3 separate regions of the Zea mays genome follow, and regions 1 and 2 are each linked to region 3. A link is a contact called in public Hi-C data. All regions are on one chromosome and are shown on one strand. The core of a region is the stretch at or near the end of the contact, and the rest is flanking DNA. Distances in the headings are between cores, read along the strand shown.

Evidence for each region. Hi-C and Micro-C count contacts between places; a contact is called where the count stands out from the background.
Region 1: a contact with region 3 is called in a Hi-C map of ear, with 4 times the contacts expected there. The contact joins the promoter of LOC100217287 here to the promoter of LOC541805 in region 3. A contact is called at or near these places in 5 of 25 Hi-C or Micro-C datasets (ear, leaf and tassel).
Region 2: a Hi-C map of tassel shows a contact between it and region 3, with 7 times the contacts expected there. The contact joins the promoter of LOC100284909 here to the promoter of LOC541805 in region 3. A contact is called at or near these places in 9 of 25 Hi-C or Micro-C datasets (bundle sheath, ear, leaf and 3 more) and 1 of 3 datasets of contacts at active chromatin or transcription factors (leaf).

Annotation. Positions count from the first base shown.
Region 1 is chr7:37,860,451-37,863,386 of Zm-B73-REFERENCE-NAM-5.0, reverse strand. It overlaps LOC100217287, which reads left to right and starts at 1,559. Exons shown (of 5, transcript NM_001143638.1): 1 at 1,559-1,710; 2 at 1,950-2,473. The coding sequence starts at 2,039.
Region 2 is chr7:38,165,465-38,168,767 of Zm-B73-REFERENCE-NAM-5.0, reverse strand. LOC100284909 reads left to right here and starts at 1,465. Exons shown (of 2, transcript NM_001157804.2): 1 at 1,465-2,141. The coding sequence starts at 1,640.
Region 3 is chr7:38,022,669-38,025,929 of Zm-B73-REFERENCE-NAM-5.0, reverse strand. It overlaps LOC541805 (cellulose synthase 7), which reads left to right and starts at 1,251. Exons shown (of 14, transcript NM_001111487.2): 1 at 1,251-1,511; 2 at 1,629-1,824; 3 at 1,965-2,170; 4 at 2,275-2,377; 5 at 2,463-2,625; 6 at 3,061-3,261. The coding sequence starts at 1,431.

The sequences.
Region 1 (2,936 bases), core at 310-2,809, 160 kb after region 3:
TATGGTTGCCTCGTAGCTCATTAGAAACTGCTTCAGGTCTGAGTGCCCATCATACATAGAAAGCTGGGGTGGCTTGTATGATGGGGGACACGGGGTAGCCTGCAATTCTGCTGCTAGAGGAGAATCATCATTAAAAGCAAAATTGTCATGATGGAAATCATCATACCATTCATCATCGTTGTAGGAATTGTCTTGACGAAGCTCTCTGTGTTGAGGCCTTCGGTCTTGGTCATCTTAGGTGAGATGACACATTTTTTCAGCAGCCTCATCAATCTTTCTCTGAAGATCGGCAAGACGAATCATCTTTTCTTTCTTCTTCTGGACCTGTTGATGAATGGCTTCAAGGTCCCTGATTTCTTGGTCCAACTCCTCCTTCTGAGGTGTTAGACTGGTAGCCTTCCTTTTCTGGCTCCTAGCTTCGCGTAATGTATCTTGATTAATGTACAGTGGCTGCAATGCAACCCCTGTCCCTGATGACTTCTTCGGCGGCATGACGACGGTCAAAGCTTGCCGAAGGTGGTCAAGTGAGTTCACTGGAGGTGGACGCCAATGTTGGTCACTTATTATCAAATACTATAAATTAAGAACAAGGCAACACAAATGTTAATGGTTAAAGACCTTCGTCTTTCGAATCATTATTTCCCTTAGGGTATAATGATCCTCAGACGAAGGTCATGAAGGACATACCTTCATCATTACAATATGTAAGAATATAAATAGAGATATAGAAGGAAACATGAATAATTGTATCAAGTCATCATATTATTCACATTATTATTATATAATCATGGACAAACATTAGTAATATCAAATTACATTTATACCTTCAGCTTGACAGAAGGCAAAAATCCAAGAGTGACGAGCGAGCGATTACAAGTCATTGTGAACAGTACAGTGTTACTGTTCATCTATTTATAGGCACTGGACGCAGTCTGAGTAAAATTACATTTATGTCCCTGACATTTTCTATTAGTCAAAAGGTAATCTGTCGAGTACTGAGCAGTCTTTTCCTTTTAAGTCGGTTCGTCCTTCATCATCATAGTTGTGCTAAGCCGAAGCTTCTCCATCCATAGCTTCAGAACTGATTCATCCTTCTTTCAGATTGCGTCTTTCATATCATGTACACCTTTATCTTAAAGCCGAAATTTCTCGTAATAATATATTATATTGGAAAACACATTAGTCATGTTTTTAAGAACCTTCGAAGACGAAAGTCCCACCAATAACTCAGGGTTAAGCAAAGCAGAACAAGAAAGCACCTCAGCTGTCGTAGCGCTCCTCACCAATCCAATGCCGTCTTTGACCTAGCCGGCGCCGCGTCCTTGACCGAGGAAGTAGTCGCACGCAGCACGCTCCTATCAGCTAGTAATAATTTTCACAACCAGAATCGCGTGTGCGCGACAGCGCGAGCCGTAACGGAAACCGGATGGAAATGGGATCCAGCCGGACGCGGGGAGTCTGCTGTCAGGGCGCACGCCATCGAGCGACCGTGTCCTCGCTCTTTTACCTTTCCTCCTGTCAGGGCGCGTGCATCCCCTACGACCAGGGCAGCGTATATCCTTGTCGCTCTTCGTCGTCTCCCCCCACAACTGTTATATTCCCACCGGCGCCGCCGGCTCTTCGTCGTCCTCCTCCGGGTGTGCCCCAGTTCGCTGCCCGTTCCCCAGCCGCCGATCCCTCGATCTCCGCTAGCTTCGTTCCTTCGTACAGGTGCTTCACTTCATCCTTGTGCTTTCTATCTGTTCTTCTCATATTGCGTGAGAATTTTCATTTCAGTTCATGTGAGTCGATCCTTCAATTTTAAAACTATGTATGTATGTCGGGTGAACCCGGTTCCTCGATTCCCCACAGGAACGGTTGTGTTTCAGTTCATGGGAGTTGGTCCTTCATTTTTAAAAATTATGTATGTATGCCGGGTGAAATGAATCCGGTTCCTCAATTCACCACAGGAACGGTCGAGCAGAAACTAGCAGCCACTCCCGAGTCCCGACTCCCGATCGCGATTACTTGCCGCGGCACCAGTACTCCAGCGGCCACCATGAGCAGCGGGAAGCGATCCTTCTTCGCGCCCAAGAAGAAGGCCACCAACCCGTTCGATTCCGACTCCGACGACGACAAACCGCAGCAGCGGCCAGCGCGGGCGTCCTCCGTGCCTCCCCCGGACGAGCAGCGGGGCTCCTCCTCTCTCTTCGGCGCCGGCGACAGAGGCGGGCTCTTCTCTTCCGCGGCCAACCATCACTACCGGAACGACTTCCGCGACGCTGGCGGCCTTGAGGGCCAGTCCGTGCAGGAGCTGGAGGGCTACGCGGCGTACAAGGCCGAGGAGACCACGCGCCGGACGCGGGGGTGCGTCAGGATCGCCGAGGAGATGAGGGACACCGCATCCAAGACGCTCGTCACCGTCCACCAGCAGGGGCAGCAGATCCACCGCACGCACATGATGGCCGTCGACATCGACCAGGATCTCTCCAGGGTAACTATAGCCTTTTCGAATTTCTTTCGTTTGCGGTGTGGCATCAGTTTATGAGATTGTTTGTACCGCTAGCTTAGTTCTGTTCGCCTGAAGAGGGGATAGTCACTGTTCTTTCAAATCTAGTCCGTTTCAGAAACCCTGAAACCCAACAAGAGGAGGTGCTAACTGACTAATTTACAGAGGGTAAATTAAACCTGCAATCGCCAACATTTTTGCAAGTTTATGCTGCTCCATTTGCACAAGCCACAAGGCTAACCCCGGGATATAAAAGATCTTATGCTAATAACGAGCCTTATTCTGCTCAAGTAGGGCATAATCGCACAGCACTCTCAATTTCAAACCAGAATTGGACAGTTCCTGAAATCCTGAAATCAGCAGGTATTCTCGCTAATAACTCTAGAAATTCTAGTTTTAGTGGGGAGGGATTAAAACCTGGAAGTATTAACAATGACATGCTTGTTAG
Region 2 (3,303 bases), core at 216-2,715, 140 kb before region 3:
AAAGGCCAAGACCATTTCGTCTAAACTTGCACCCCTGCCGAACACAAATCTTATTGTCCCTTGGCTTCCGAAACCACGACATGTATGGACAGAAAGCTATTTTAACTATAGAGATTAGCCTGCATGCTATCAGGTTTACTAGTCTAAATGATCAAGATGTTGGTGACTACCATGATCTAATGATGGATAGTATTGATTTGGTGATCGACAAGAGGTTGATGGCTCTAAAGGAGATTGAGAAAGACAAGATCATAGTTGCCAAGGCTTACAACAATAAGGTAAAGGCTAAGACTTTTTAGGTTGGAGATCTAGTTTAAAAGACAATCTTGCCATTAAGGAGTATGGATGGACTGGAAGTTTGGCAAATGGTCCCCATGTTGGGAAGGGCCTTATAAAGTTACACAGGTGATCTCTGGTAACACATTACAAACGGTGCAAGGAGATAAGTTGCCCAATGCATTGAATGATCGCTTTCTAAAGTGATATCATCCTAGTATATGGTAAGATGCTTAGAGAACCGATAGATTCACATCGAGTTGTTTACAACTTGTACTAGGTGCTTTTGGTTCGCTTAAGCTTATCCAAAAGGTAGGAGGCATGTGTTGAGCACCATATTTGACATTTGGCACGGCTAGACGAGCTAGCCCCAGACGGTCCGCGATTAGATTAATTCGGGCGAGAGTCCTTTTCCTCGCGCGTGCTTATTCAACTCATCGCGTGGGAATCGGTTGGGATGCACCTAGGAACGGGTCCAGACCTCCCCTATAAATATAAAGAGGTACGACCGATTGAGGCACCACCTAATTAGATTAGTCTTTCTCATCTGCAGTCTTCACATCTCCTCGACTTTACGTCGTTTAGATATGTTTTGGGTGACCTGCCGACCACAGGACAACCCTATGATATTTTCTCCCTAATGGATCCCTTCCGGATAGCGAGATTCAGGTGCAAAAGATCCAAGAAGCCCTCTGCGCGCCTCGCGTACTTTCCGTCGCTCATACGTGAACGGTCTATGCGCAGAAGACCGAAACTCTCTACGCAGTCGCGAACAGTCCACACTCACACAGAGAGGACTCTAACGCCCCCTGCATCGTGTGACGCCAGCCCTAGAGTTTGTTTGTTGATTGGCTAAAAAACGAGCCAACGCCTAAGTTGAACAATGAAAAGCAGCTAGGATGCGAAAAGCAGGGGGCAGATAGAAGGTTTTTAGTTTATCTTTTTACTTCTTTGAATCAGAAACACATCAAGATACTAAGAATGTACTCCTAGTATAAACACACCCCGTTCAAACATCCTGTGGAAATGAAACAATCGGCATCGGAGGCCAAGAATGCTTCACGAGAGGCGGGGTGCGTCCCAGCGTCCCCACCAGGCCACTACAGTCCAGAGCCCACAAGGCATGGGCAGTTGGGCACCAAAAGACAGAAAAAAAAGAAGAAAAAAAAACCCCCGAAGCTGCGCGCGGCCGTTCTCGTCTTCCAGAAGTCTCTCCGTATCTCCCTCCCCGAAGCCCCGCCGGACCACCTTAACCTCCCCACCACAAGCCCGCACACACCATCCCGCTCCGCTCAAGTCGCCTCCGCATTCCTGCCCCCTCTACCCGCCCGCCGCCGCGCGGACGACGGGAGACGCCGGCACCATGCTCTGCCTCTCGCTGTGCGCACCGCACCTTCACCTCCACCTCCCCCGCAGCCCGACCGCACGACCCGCCGCCGCCACGTGCAGGAACGCGCGCTGCATCGGCGTCACGCTATGCCTCCGGATGCCGACGACACCGGAGGAACGGCGGCAGAAGCGCGGGCTGGCCCAGTTCCTGGACTTATCGGCCGCGCCGACACTCACGCCACCCGCGCCCACGCCCGTGCATCTCACGCCCGCGGCCAAACGGCGCGGGGCGCTGCGGGAGATGCGCCGGGTGTGGTGGGTGTGCGGGGTCGGGTACTGGGTGCAGGGGTTCCGCTGCTTCCCGTGGCTGGCACTCAACTTCCACCTCACGCGCGGCATGGGGCTCAGCCCCGCCGGCCTGCAACTCCTGCAGAACGCTGGGAGCCTCCCGCTCGTCGCCAAGCCGCTCTTCGGGGTCCTCTCCGATGCCGTCTACATCGGCCGCGCCCACCGCATACCCTACATCTCCCTTGGAGGTACACAGCCGATCCCTTTTTTGCTCCCCTTCCCCCGCTTATTTCTCGTTTTATTTTCTTATTATGTTCGTGCGACTCCAGTAATGTTGGAGTTGGAGGAAAGGGAATTATGATGTGAATGATGCTCGTCGTGAAATTATGTGCATTTCATTCAGTATTTCCGAATAAGCTGCAATTGTCTGCATCTCCATCTGGGTGAATTATCTTCAATTCATAAGCAAACTTGTGATCATCAATGTTCCCAACAATGAAACATTTGCAGCAGGAAATCTGGCTGTATTTCTCTAGTTGTCTGGCATCATATGTCACTGTTTCTTCAATTGTTTCTACAAAAGTAAGAATGAATTTTAACCTAAGAAAATATCTGAGCCGTTGAACACATTGAAAGCAACACCTAGCTACGAAAATTTCTGAGCCGCTGAACACATTGAAAGGGGCAGCTATTTCACGTCTCTTTCTGAAATTGGAAACACCCTGGACATTGCAGTTCAACAACTGCAGTCAATTTCTCATTACAATATGTGTGGCTGTAACCATCTGATTGTCAGATGAAAACATGAAAAAAAAACACTTTCAAGCTACTTCTGTTTAAAGCACTAAAGTGTTTAGCACATAGACGTAGGTGCCTTGTTCCCTTGGCAATGGTATCATGACCTACTCGTTGCATCTGTTCTGTGTAAAAGATGCATTTTGGAAAGTGGTATATGCAGCCTTGGGATGGAGCAATACACTTTTCTTCCTGATGTGTACTTTGATTTTGTTGCTAGTCACACATTTCAAGCCTTGCCCATTTGGTTAAACCGACAGGTTACCCTTATTCTGTGGTTTTTGATGCAATGACGTGTGATTTACTCATGCTGCTAGTCACACAATACCTGTGCTGGTAAGCTGGTATTCTCATAATGGTCCCTTATTTTGTGGTTCCTATAAGAATATGCTGCCGGACTTATCTCGAGGACCACAAATCACTACTGACCTTTAGATTTACATAGGTTGTCTATTAAGACTACACAACTCTTTTTGTCATTACTGCATCACGTATATTTTCCTTGCCGTACTATGATATGGACAGCTTGTTGAGAAGTTGAGATGCATCTCCTAGCACAAATAACCGCAGTTTAATTGAAATACTGTTAAATTGTCTGCTCATTTTTTTATACTT
Region 3 (3,261 bases), core at 2-2,501:
GGAGTGGATCAGTTGAGCAGTACGCCGTTTGCCGAGCCTGGAGCGGTGGCCCGTGGCCATTTGCCCGTGTGGCCGTGTGCGGTGCCTGTTGAGCGGTGAGCGTTGGGCCTGGCCGCCTGGGCTTACGACTGATGGGCCAAACAAGTGATTAAGTGAAACTGTGAAAGGCCGGCCCGAATTGGAATGCTGCAATGTGGCAGCTCGGTTAGCTCGCGAGCTGGCTCGAGATCAGCTCGAGCTGGCTCGTTAAGAAACCGAGCTGGGACGCTGGCTCAACTCGTGTAAAAATTTAAACGATCCGATCCTAGTCGAGCTGAGCAGGCTACGAGCCGAGCGAGCCAACGAGCCACGAGTTTTTCGTCCAGCCCTATATGTTGATACTGCTTTGTTCTACATTCACCATTGCAAACAAAAGTGATGTTTTTTTCCTAGTAGCATGTCAATGATGTGGGCATAAATCATCAAGATTATATTACTAGTTTCTACTCCATATTACTGGTACAAAATTTCACATTCATTCACAATATACTAATGTAACATCTATTTGGTGTTGCGTTAGAAATAGCAAAACATTACATTAAATGTTGATCAATAATGAAAATGTCTCAAGGAATATACTCCATCACAATTGGAATGCCCATGTGAGCCATGTCGTTATTTTCCAGTCGACTTTTGATTTTTATTTTCTAGCATATATTATTCTACCCCAAGAGAATGGTCATGTATGTTTTCCTAGATATAAATTTTATATCAACAACGAATATTTCGTAAGCAACAGATATAGGATTCTTGCATCGCCGTTATGCTCGGTTGTCACCATATCTTGGCGTTATCACTGACTACCATTTTGTCGGGCATTCATCATCGCAGCAGCTGAATAATATGCCTCTAGATATATATATTTTTTCAATGCGGATCTATGAGATTTTGTTAGTAGTTACATTATTAATCAAACATCCCCGTATTAATTTTTGAAAGACGGATTTCGTAAGTGAGATGGTTGAAATCGTCGCATGGGCATCCATAAAACACCTGTGATTCTGAACGCGGCAAACTTTTGTACTAGCGCTTTCCATCCCAAAATTACCTCCCATTTCCATCTGTTCAACTCTAGTAGTTGGCGCGGCCCTTTCCTTGGCCGTCTTTCCTTTTTCTTTTCGCCTCCCTTTTTCTGCGCCCACCGACACTCCTCTCCTTCTCCCCCAATTTTCTTTAAAAATCCCCGCTCGCTAAATCCCCTCCCACCGACGCCTGTCGCCACTGGCACGCATTCCTGCTCTCCTCTCCTCTTCTCCCTCGTCGGTGCGGCGTGGCGCGGCTCGGCGTTCGGTGAGAAACCACTCGGGGATGAGGATCTGCTGCTAGAGTGAGAGGAGCTACGGTCAGTATCCTCTGCCTTCGTCGGCGGCGGAAGTGGAGGGGAGGAAGCGATGGAGGCGAGCGCCGGGCTGGTGGCCGGCTCCCACAACCGCAACGAGCTCGTCGTCATCCGCCGCGACGGCGATCCCGGGGTACGCGCGCGCTTCAATTTTTCCGGCTGGCTTGCGAGAGGAGCGAGCGTTACGTTGCTGTTTTTTTTCCCTTTCTAACTTTTGCTGTCTGCTGTGTGCGCGCTCGCGTGCGTGCAGCCGAAGCCGCCGCGGGAGCAGAACGGGCAGGTGTGCCAGATTTGCGGCGACGACGTCGGCCTTGCCCCCGGCGGGGACCCCTTCGTGGCGTGCAACGAGTGCGCCTTCCCCGTCTGCCGGGACTGCTACGAATACGAGCGCCGGGAGGGCACGCAGAACTGCCCCCAGTGCAAGACTCGATACAAGCGCCTCAAGGGTGGGTGTCCCCAACCCCATCCACCGAAATGCAGCTCCACTACCCTGGCGCTAATGCATTAGTCGGGCGGCATTCGATGATTCTTCTTTAGTCTCAATTGCCCACTCAGCTCGGTCCTATGCGCCGGACTTTGTTTGCAGGCTGCCAGCGTGTGACCGGTGACGAGGAGGAGGACGGCGTCGATGACCTGGACAACGAGTTCAACTGGGACGGCCATGACTCGCAGTCTGTGGCCGAGTCCATGCTCTACGGCCACATGAGCTACGGCCGTGGAGGTGACCCTAATGGCGCGCCACAAGCTTTCCAGCTCAACCCCAATGTTCCACTCCTCACCAACGGGCAGATGGTACTGTTACTGCCGAATCCAAGTATCACTATTCGCTTGCCACCTCCGTTTGTGGGATATTGGTGTGCCAATGGCTCAATTGCTTGTTTCTGGTCTGATCGCAGGTGGATGACATCCCACCGGAGCAGCACGCGCTGGTGCCTTCTTTCATGGGTGGTGGGGGAAAGAGGATACATCCCCTTCCTTATGCGGATCCCAGCTTACCTGGTATGTATCTGGATGATCATCAGCCAAAACATAGTTGTGGTCATGGTGCCCTGAATGTAACTGATTAACGGTTGTTGTGTTCCAGTGCAACCCAGGTCTATGGACCCATCCAAGGATCTTGCTGCATATGGGTATGGTAGTGTTGCTTGGAAGGAACGGATGGAGAATTGGAAGCAGAGACAAGAGAGGATGCACCAGACGGGGAATGATGGTGGTGGTGATGATGGTGACGATGCTGATCTACCACTGTATGACCCTCAAAACTGTTTGATTCTTGTTACTTTTATGCCTCTTTAATGCTTTATGCTATTTGGTTACATGAATTTGTCCAAATTAATTTCCAAAATAGTCCATCCTCTGTTCAGGATACCATTTTTTCCTTTGTCATAATTATCACTCACAAAAAAGTAGCATTTCCAATTTTCTTAGTAAAATGAAAGAAACTGGTCGATTCATATTTTTAGTTTTGCCTTTGTTTGTATGAATCAATGATCGCAATGCACGATAGGCCAGCATAGTGTGTGCTCTATAAAATTTAACTTATTTGCCTGCATGTATCTTTGTATATTTACTACATGTCACCTTCTATTTGGTATTTCCAGAAGCAGATCTTTGCTTCTGTCTTGTTACTAGCTACTAGACCCAAGTACTAGATTTTACCTGATTTTTTCTTTCTTTACCAGAATGGATGAAGCAAGACAACAACTGTCCAGGAAAATTCCACTTCCATCAAGCCAGATTAATCCATATAGGATGATTATCATTATTCGGCTTGTGGTTTTGGGGTTCTTCTTCCACTACCGAGTGATGCATCCGGTGAATGATGCATTTGCTTTGTGGCTCATATCTGTTATCTGTGAAATCTGGTTTGCCATGTCTTGGAT